Regions from separate parts of the Capsicum annuum genome. Here region 1 is linked to region 2. Evidence: chromatin contacts called from public Hi-C data. All regions are on one chromosome and are shown on one strand. The core of a region is the stretch at or near the end of the contact, and the rest is flanking DNA. Distances in the headings are between cores, read along the strand shown.

Region 1 (4,411 bases), core at 288-2,787, 57 kb before region 2:
AAATTAGGGTTCCAAATATTTCTAATTTCTATAAGAAATTGTATCTTGGAAGCATCCAAGTTTGTCAGCAATTACGTTTTTTCTTTGATTATTCTTCTAACTAACATGCTATTTCTTTAATTAATTAAGTTTTCTTCTAACTAATTAACATGCTATTTCTCTGCTATTACGTAGGCATTTGTTATAAATTAAGGTAGAGATCCAAGGAGGAATCTTGCACAAATATGAGTTATGCTTTAATTAATGTATACGCAGTGGCATTATATTTAGTTTCTTGAATGAGTACTCGAAACAACGTAACAAACATTGTGGTTCTATGTACGAATTAAGGTCTTTATGTTTCAATACAAGCTTCAAAGATCACAACTAAAGTTGTGGTGTAGAGCAATATGTACTTCTCCATCTTTGACCAGAGGTCTCATATTCAATATGTACTTCTCCATTTTGATTAGGGGTCTCATATTTAAACTCTGAATATAAACTGACTTTAGCTTTGATAAGCCGAATTTTACCTCCCAAAATAGAGCTTTCCGGCGTTAATCTAAATTGTGGGCAGGGGCAAAGCCACCTTGGGCTTAGGGGGGTTTCATCCTTCGGTGAAAAATTAGATTATGTATGCATGATTAAAATTATTTTTTTATGTATGTATGATAGATGTTGAACTCCCTTCGGTTAGTTTATATATTTACATATTCATATTTTGAACCTCATTAATAAAAATTTTAACTCCGTCATTAATTATGAGCATCAAACATCGCGTAGAAAATTAAAAAAAAAAAAAGGTTAGAAAATCAATTAATTATTTTTTTTTTAAAAAAAAGGTGGTTGGTGGGGGGGGGGGGGGGGGGGGGGATTTACTGCCACTGAAAATAGATATCACGATCTTTAGATCTTTAGATGACATGGTTTGCGATTGATAAATGAACAAGTTGGTCAGTATGTCCATTTACTGCCCTACCTCTGAGCCACAAATTAAAATGGCAGTAAATTAAAACATTGGACCCAATAATATCAAGAATTGAGCATTGAAGTAAGATACATTTGGACCCATTTACTGGTACACACATAAAACATTGGAATATATACTGTGTTTAAATATTTTGGATGCAATTTTCTACTACTAGATATCCCCTCAAATTTGGCATGGCATGCTCATATATATTGTATTGAGGCAACTGAATTCGCTTCATTACAAAATTATACTGTAGAAATATGATAAAAGTAATATATGCTTTTAAAAAAAAACATGCTCGTACAAGACTTGACCATATATGCTTGGCAAAACAAGAATAAAGTGTTGTGATTTTTCCTTATTTTTCTCAAGACATGACTTAAAGTAGATTGTCACACACTATTTTTTCCCAATAATGTCTTTACCATAGGTTTAGGATCCTCATATCATAAGACTAGTACAAAATTGCCAAAAAAGTAGGAAACATAGTGAATCTTTCTAGAGAATTTTACTAAAGTGAACCTTATAGAAAATGCTTAACATATCTTATGAGAACATATCATTGAAAATTATGCTCAGATTTTATTTTACTTTTTTGACAAGACCCCATTAACTTTTTGGAAATGAGTCAAATCAATACACATTAACAGTTTATTTTTTGAATAGATCTTAACTATGAGGTGTCTAGGACTCATTGGTCACAATTTGTCTTTATTTTTCTCTCAATTTTTTTTCTGTTTTTCTCACCAATGGTTTTATATTATTTCCCCTTTTCCAATTCCATGCTCTTTGTCAAAAAGCAAGAAATGACACTACTTATTTGAGTTCTGGGCCTACAATATATGATAGTCCATCAAATACTCCTTTCATTTCGTTTTAATTTACGTCTGACAACTTATCGAGTATACTATCTTAATGTGGGGGAGAAAATATTTATGTTTTGTTTTCATACAAATGACCTAACTATGAAAAGTGAATTTTAAAAATTCGTTATTTTATATTTTTGTTCTATTTTATTTTTCACTTTTTGATCGAATATGGTATTTAAGAAATAAATAATGACTTTGTATAGTTTACAAAATTATTCCTTTTAAAGTCACTTTAATGTTTACTTTTTAGTTGTTGTTCCTTATTAAGTGTGGCCCAGTAAGAACAAAATGGGAATAATATTATTAGATAATTGTCAAATAAAAAAATATGACATTCTTTTTGAGACGGACAAGAAAAGTATGTCACATAAATTGGGATAAATGGAGCATATATTACTTCCTCCGTTTCGTATTAGTTGGACTTCTTTCTGAAAATATTTGTTTCAATTTAGTTATCCAAGTTCTAAAATCAAAAGTATTTTATACATATGTTTTCCATTTTACCCTTTATAGAAATATTAAATACATCCACAGTTTTCAAAATTATTGAATGGTGCATACATGATCTAAATTTTCAAAATCAAAATTAAATAATTGTTACTAGTTTTGGTTATAAATACTTAATGTTCTACATGTGATGCATGAGATCGAGTAATATGTACCAAATTTCAATGTCTAATCATTTCATTGATTATTGTACTTTAAAATGCATACAAGGATAAATATATAAAATGTATCTCTATTTATTAATTTCATAATGGGTGTGCTAAGTCTATAGGGACCAATTGATATGAAACAAAGAGTACAATATTTATGTGGATTATAAAGCTAAAAATTACATATATACAAGGTAATATTACCTTATTACATAAAATTCTATATTGTAAAAAAAATTACAAAAATCCCAAAGTAATTACTTCAATCACTTAAATTTACTCTCTCTCTCATCCCCCTCATACATATCAAAATAGTATTTTCTGCTCCTATTTTAGTGCATTGATTTTTGCTTGATATTTGTGCTCCTTTATTTATGCCTACAATCAAACTAACGTGATCTGAGAAATTTCAAATTGTCCAGTTATCAATAATTAACTAAACAAAGTTCAACTTCTTCATTTAATTTTAAGGGTTTTTTACAACTTCACCAAATCAAATTTGGATTCGAATTTTCTTTGTTTCATGTATGTACTTATCAAAGTATCCGATTTTGTAATTCAATAACATTGTGAGAGTTGAAATTTGAAATTCATGTATCCGATTTTTTGCAACTTTACCAAATCAAATTAAGGGTTTTTTTTTTCAACTTTACCAAATCAAATTTGGATTTGAATTAAACTTTGTTTCATGTAGGTACTTATCAAAGTATCCGCTTTTGTTAGTCAATACCATTATGAAAGTTGATTTTTTTTTTTGTATTTTTTCATAGTCTTAAAAGTCGGATCTTTGCTTTATTTGCTAATTTTTTAAATTGGTTAACGCATAAAGTATAAACTTTTTTGCAATGGAATCTGATCGCGTACTGTTATTCTCATTGTTGGTTTTGTTCTTGATTCTTTTGATTATGAAGAACCCAATTTCACAGAGAATCATTCGAAGCACCGAAACGATCCAGTAACAATGAAGAAATTGAGGAAAGTTGTCGGTTCAAGTTCAAACAAGAAAGCTCCAATATCGTCAAGTAAGAAAAAGGTTGATGGTTCTGGACGATCATGTCTGCCGAAGGTTTAGTTATTATTAAAATATGTATTAGCAACACTATTTTATACATAAGATTTCATTATACAATTGTTAAGATTATATAGTGAATTGTATAAGGTGTTCGTATACACGTGAAACAGTATTAGATTATATTTATTACTTGTGTAAGGTTTGCACATACATATGAAACTGTTGTATGAGGTTGTCTTTTATTTGTTTTGACAGTATGATTTTATGTATAAGATTTCATTATACATGTATTAATACTATATTATTAATTGTATAAGGTTTACACATACATGTTTAATAATATTTAAAATTTGGTAACCTTATACATGAAACTATATTGTATGAAGATATTGTAACATTGAATTGGTTGATCCATACAAACGCTTCACTACATGTATATTACTATAGCATAAAACGTTACAATGATAGAGTAAAAAGTTTGTATTTATATCCAATGTATAATAAATTATTATACATTAATTGTACGATTAATAGAACTTACTCATTAAATATTATACAATTAAATTTCAAATGTATAATGAACCCTTACACATTACTTTGTAACATTAATGCAAATTTTTACTTAACTATTGTATTATCAGATTTCATATTTTAGCCTAATTTAATATTTATTAACCATTGTATATGTTAACATTATACATTAGCTTATTGGTTATACACCGACACTTTTACAATTAAGATTTCACATGTATAATGAACCTTTACACATTAGTTTGTAATATTAATGCAAGTTCTTACTTAACCATTATATTGTCAGATTCCATACTTTAGCATAATTTAACATTTATTAACCATTGTATATGATAACATTATACATTAGCTGGTTGGTTATACATCGATATAATGTTGATCTTACACATCA
Region 2 (4,973 bases), core at 984-3,483:
TGGAAAGAACTAATTATTAATAATAATAAGCTGAAAAGTCATGACTTATCACAATATTGCTTAATTTAATTAAGTCATAACTTTTCACGGCAAGCAAGAATGTCATTAATAAATGGAGGTGAACAGTTGCGACTTTTTGCCTAACACATTCAAGTTCAATCCTCTATAAATAGGTCCCTCCTTACTCAATCGTTCATTCTACTACCTATTTATTCCTTGTTCTTATTACACCTTCAACTACTTCTCTTCAAAGACTTGATAGCTTTTTTCTGTCTCTGGTAAGTTTTTTTTTTGCATTCTGTGTAAGTATACGTTGTATTACATTCGAATTCTTTCTTTCTTTATTTTTGTTTTACGTGTTTTGTCAATTTATGTGTTTTCTAGATATGGCTGATCTAGTGTGGGATATTGGTATTTTATGAGACGCCATGCGGGAACTGCAGAAGGAGATTCATGACCTGCAGTGGGAGTTGACCATCGTTAGAGTAAGGATGCTGCGGAAGATCCGTAGGCTGGGGAGGGTGTTGCTGCTGCCGGTTAAAGATTGTCCGGCTGGCCATACAAATAATAATGATAATAATAATTAAGCTTTTTCTTTTCTTTTATATATGTATTTTTTTCTTTGTTTAATAAAAAAATTATGTTTGATCCATTTGACGTTTTAATTCTTATTTAATTTTTATGCTATCTATTTCTTTTTTTTCAACAAATGACATGCCTACAATTAAGGAATAATTTGAATCTAGTATCAATAGCAAGAGATCAACATATGAGTTGAGTTATCTGTTGGGTTTGTGACAGGAGTTGTATTTTATTGTTCAAAACAAATTATTCATCTGTTCCAACAGAATAATTATCTGTTGTAACAGATAAATATTCTTTTGCAATAGATATATATTCTGTTGCAACAAATATATATTCAATTGCAACAGATTACTTGTCTGTTGGAACAGATAACTAATCTGGTGCAACAGAATACCCATCTATTCGATTCATATTACGGGCACCTAGAACCATAAACATGAATCCAGCATGAGTCTACTGTTGCAACAAAATATTTATTTGGTGCCACAAATGATGAATCTGTTTAAACAGATTGCTCTTATGTTGCATTCATGTTCGCGTGCTAGCTATTGTTGAAAAAATAGCATACTATCAGTTACTCAAATGACAAATTCAATTAAAAAGTATAATTTGACTTACCAAAGTCTTCTCTCAAGTAAATGTCAAAGTTGAAAGTGATGTACGAAATAAAATTTGACATAAAAAATTGATCAAAGAGCAGCAGTTGTTGTAACAACAATAAGAAGAATATGAAGATGATAATGAAGTATAAGATGATGATAATGAATCAGAAGATGGTGAATAAAGCAGCAGCAATAATGAACAACAAATATTGCGAAGAGAGAGAAAATAACGGATGAGAAGAGAGAAAAATGCACCTTTTTTCCCTTCGTTTCTCGTTATATTAACTAATATTTGGATCAAAATATAAATTTAAAAACTTGTGGGTTATTTTGAAATTTTCCAAACTTTCTTAATCCATAATTAAGTAATTATCACTTCCACTCAATTATTAAGATTTGTGTCACCTACACCTCATTTTAAAAAAATTTTGTCACCTACAGCCCAAAGCCGCATCAAACATGGTAATGAATCAAGAATAGTAGCCGCTACATAATGACCCTTGATTTTAGGCTTCTTCCAAGGAGAACAAGTTGTACAAAAATTAGTAAAGTTATATATATGTACTTTTAGAGAGAGTAATTGAAAAAGTAGAATTCTTGTAAGATGTTTTGAGAGCTGGGATTTTATGTAATAAGTAATACTTAAGTTGTGGCTTTGTGTAATTTTTAGTATGACAAACTGAAATCATAAATTAGTAAACTTAACTAGTCTCCCTAATATTGTCGCAATTGAATTTATGTTTACAGAAGTAAAGCAAAACTAATATACCAAAGTAACACCATATAAATTGAGACAGATTTTTCATCGCTATTTTAAGTTATTAATTATTGTAGTTTACAATATTTTTTATGCAGTTTTCAAATGTATAAAGTTTATTTCAAGAAACTTACGTTTCTGTGTCCGAATTTATATCACGGTTTTGAAGCTTGAATTTTAAAATTTCAATTGTACCATATAAATTGGGAAAGAGAATGTTAAATTAATGTAATTATATTTATGTTTAAACTTTAATAAACCCTAAAATTGAGATAAATTTGAAGATATACTGTTATATGGTCCAATATGTAACTAGATCCAACTAAGGGAGCTATCTGTATATTTTCCTTTTAAAAAAAAAAAAAAAAAAACATTTTCTTATCTGCTCCAATCTTCAGTAAGAACCAGAAGCAAACATGGCTTCTTCTTCTTCTTCAGTGGGTCTCAGTTTCCTCACCAGAAATACCATTAAAGTTCCACTCTCAATTCCAAAGAGTTTTTCTCCTTTTCCAAAGCTCACATTTCCTTCTATTACGTGCTTTTATTCAGCAACTCCCCGTTTGGATTACAACAGTTTCAAGAAAATCAATCCCATTCACTACTGTAGTAATCTTCCTACTGCTTCCACCAATAACACTCACTACGAGGTACTCCCTTCTTCACTTTTACTGCTCATCTTTCACTTTTCGAGAGTCAAATTACATCAACTTTGATTTAAATGTCTCATATTAGTTGATCACTTGATAGAATTACTTCATCCTTTTGTTTTTACTTTTCACTATTTAACTTGACACTCCAATAAGAAAAATAATTAATAACGTGACTATTTTATCATATTAAATAGTAGTAAAAATAACATAAATCTCAATCTTATTAGAATTATTTACACTCTCTCCCACTTCCTTAATTGTTTTACTCTCTCTCCCGATTCATATACATGACAAGGCCGACATATACATATATGGCAAGGTCAACATATACATAACAAGGCCGATATATGCATAACAAGGCCGATTCATATACATAATAAAGTTGACATATTACATAGAAAGCTATGTATATGTATTAACTTAAAAATGAGATTTTTGTAATATGTTTAGAGAGATGGATTTTTTGTAATAAGTGAAACTTAAATTGTAGGTCTTTGTAATTTTTAGTATTAAATAATGTTTATATTATGTGTTGAAATTAATTTGGAGAAAAAATAATTAATACGAAAGGTAAAATAGGAAACATAAGTTGTATTTTCTAGTTATGTCAAAAATGACTAGTAAAAATAGAAATACAATTAGAAAATTTGTGACAAGAAAAAGCAAACGGAAAGAGTAATTATTTTTTTTATTTTTACTCTTACAATTAATATACATTAAATATAAACACTTACCATTTAAATGTACATTCATATGCCAAATGAATATTATTTATATGGGTAAAGGATAAAATAGTAAAATTCGTCGTTCAATTTATGATTTCTTAATTATCGTGTAAAATAAAAAGTGCCCAACTTAAATGAGATGGAGGGAATATAGCATTTTGGTATAGTTTTCGAACATCAAACTTTTACATTTGAAATATTAGATTAATCTACTTCACTTTAACTTTGAAATTTAGTCAAATTGACTTTACTAAAACTAAATGTGACAAGTAAATGAATGGATGGAGTAATTTTTTGTGTTCATTAAGTACATGAACTTGTTCACTTACCTTTTGCTACTGCCATGTGCAACTTACCATTATGTTCAATCAAATAGTACCAGATATTGATTTAGTATACTCCTGCAGTTTCAATTTGATTGTCTAGTTTTGATTTGGCACGAAATTTAAGGAAATAGCAATAGACTTTTGAATGAAGAGTCTTAAACAAGAACAACAACAGCATACCCAAGTAAATCCCACAAGTGGGGTCTGTGAAGGGTAGTGTGTACGCAAACCTTACTCCCACCTTGGAAGGTAGAGAGGTTGTTTCCGATAGACCCTCAGCTCAACAAAAGCATAACAAAACAGGTTAAGAAAAAGGAAGAAGCCATAGTAGAATACTAAGACCGTGACAACATTCTGAAAAGGAACAATAACTACAACAAAATAGGAGAATAATCGAACTACAAATAAACAATAAATCGAATAAAAGAAACTACGAGAGTACTACTACCACTACTAGTATGACCGAATAAGCTACACAATACTCAACTACCCACTAAGAGTCTATCCTAATCCATATCCTCCATATTTTCTCGAGCGAAGGTCATGACCCCGATAAGCTGCATCTGGATCATATCCTGTCTAATTACCTCTCTCCTATACTTACTCAGTGTACCTCTACCTCACCTGAAATCATCCATGGCCAAACTCTCACACCTCCACACTAGGGCTCTATGCACCTTCCCTTCACATGCTCAAACTATCTCAGTTTCACCTCCCACATTTTGTCCTCTATCGAAGTCACTCTCTTCTTGTCCCGCATAGCTTCAATTATAATCTTATATCTCCTAATATGGCCACACATCCATCTCTGCACCCTCTATTTCAGCTATGCAAACTCAAGCCACCCCAAAAGAGTGCATATTATATGTGAAAAATACTTTTGCTGATTTGATAAGGTGATCTGTAAAGCATGCAATATATCCAAAAACATAATAGTGACTGTGATTTTGTTCTTTGTACTTTTGTAGTAAACTCTTAAGATAGTATCAGATCCCTGTAAACTTTACTATTATTCAGAATGAGTTTGCTTTTCTTTACCAACCAAATTGTGAAACTTATTTCAGTTTTCAGATGGCTCCTCTGAGGTGGAGTTGAGATTAGAACTTGGGCAGGGAGAAATAACTCCTACGGACATACATGTAGATGCAAATGAGAGCTCATTAGCAGTTAGGATACAGCAATCTGGAATCGTTCGGGCTCTCATGGATACCAGTACTCTGTATGAGAAAATAAAGCCTGCAGAAACAATATGGTAAACATAAATTCCTTATTTTACTGAACTTGTTAGTCTTGTTCAGTGTTTGTTGAAATAAGTTGTGTCGTGTAGG

Evidence for each region. A called contact is a pair of places that touch in the nucleus more often than the background predicts.
Region 1: a Hi-C map of leaf shows a contact between it and region 2, with 2.9 times the contacts expected there. The contact joins the enhancer-like site here to the promoter of LOC107870982 in region 2. A contact is called at or near these places in 4 of 5 Hi-C or Micro-C datasets (bud, leaf and placenta).

The regions. Positions count from the first base shown.
Region 1 is chr1:19,526,282-19,530,692 of UCD10Xv1.1, reverse strand. No RefSeq gene overlaps it. Among protein-coding and RNA genes, the nearest start is that of LOC107870976, 17 kb to the left of the region's middle. Within about 2 kb of position 1,537, at least 2 of the 5 cell types and tissues checked have an H3K27ac peak or open chromatin away from gene starts, as enhancers often do. A contact at or near this core is called in leaf, where this site is marked.
Region 2 is chr1:19,469,108-19,474,080 of UCD10Xv1.1, reverse strand. LOC107870982 (probable inactive shikimate kinase like 2, chloroplastic) reads left to right here and starts at 2,233. Exons shown (of 8, transcript XM_016717721.2): 1 at 2,233-2,591; 2 at 4,710-4,897; 3 at 4,973. The coding sequence starts at 2,361.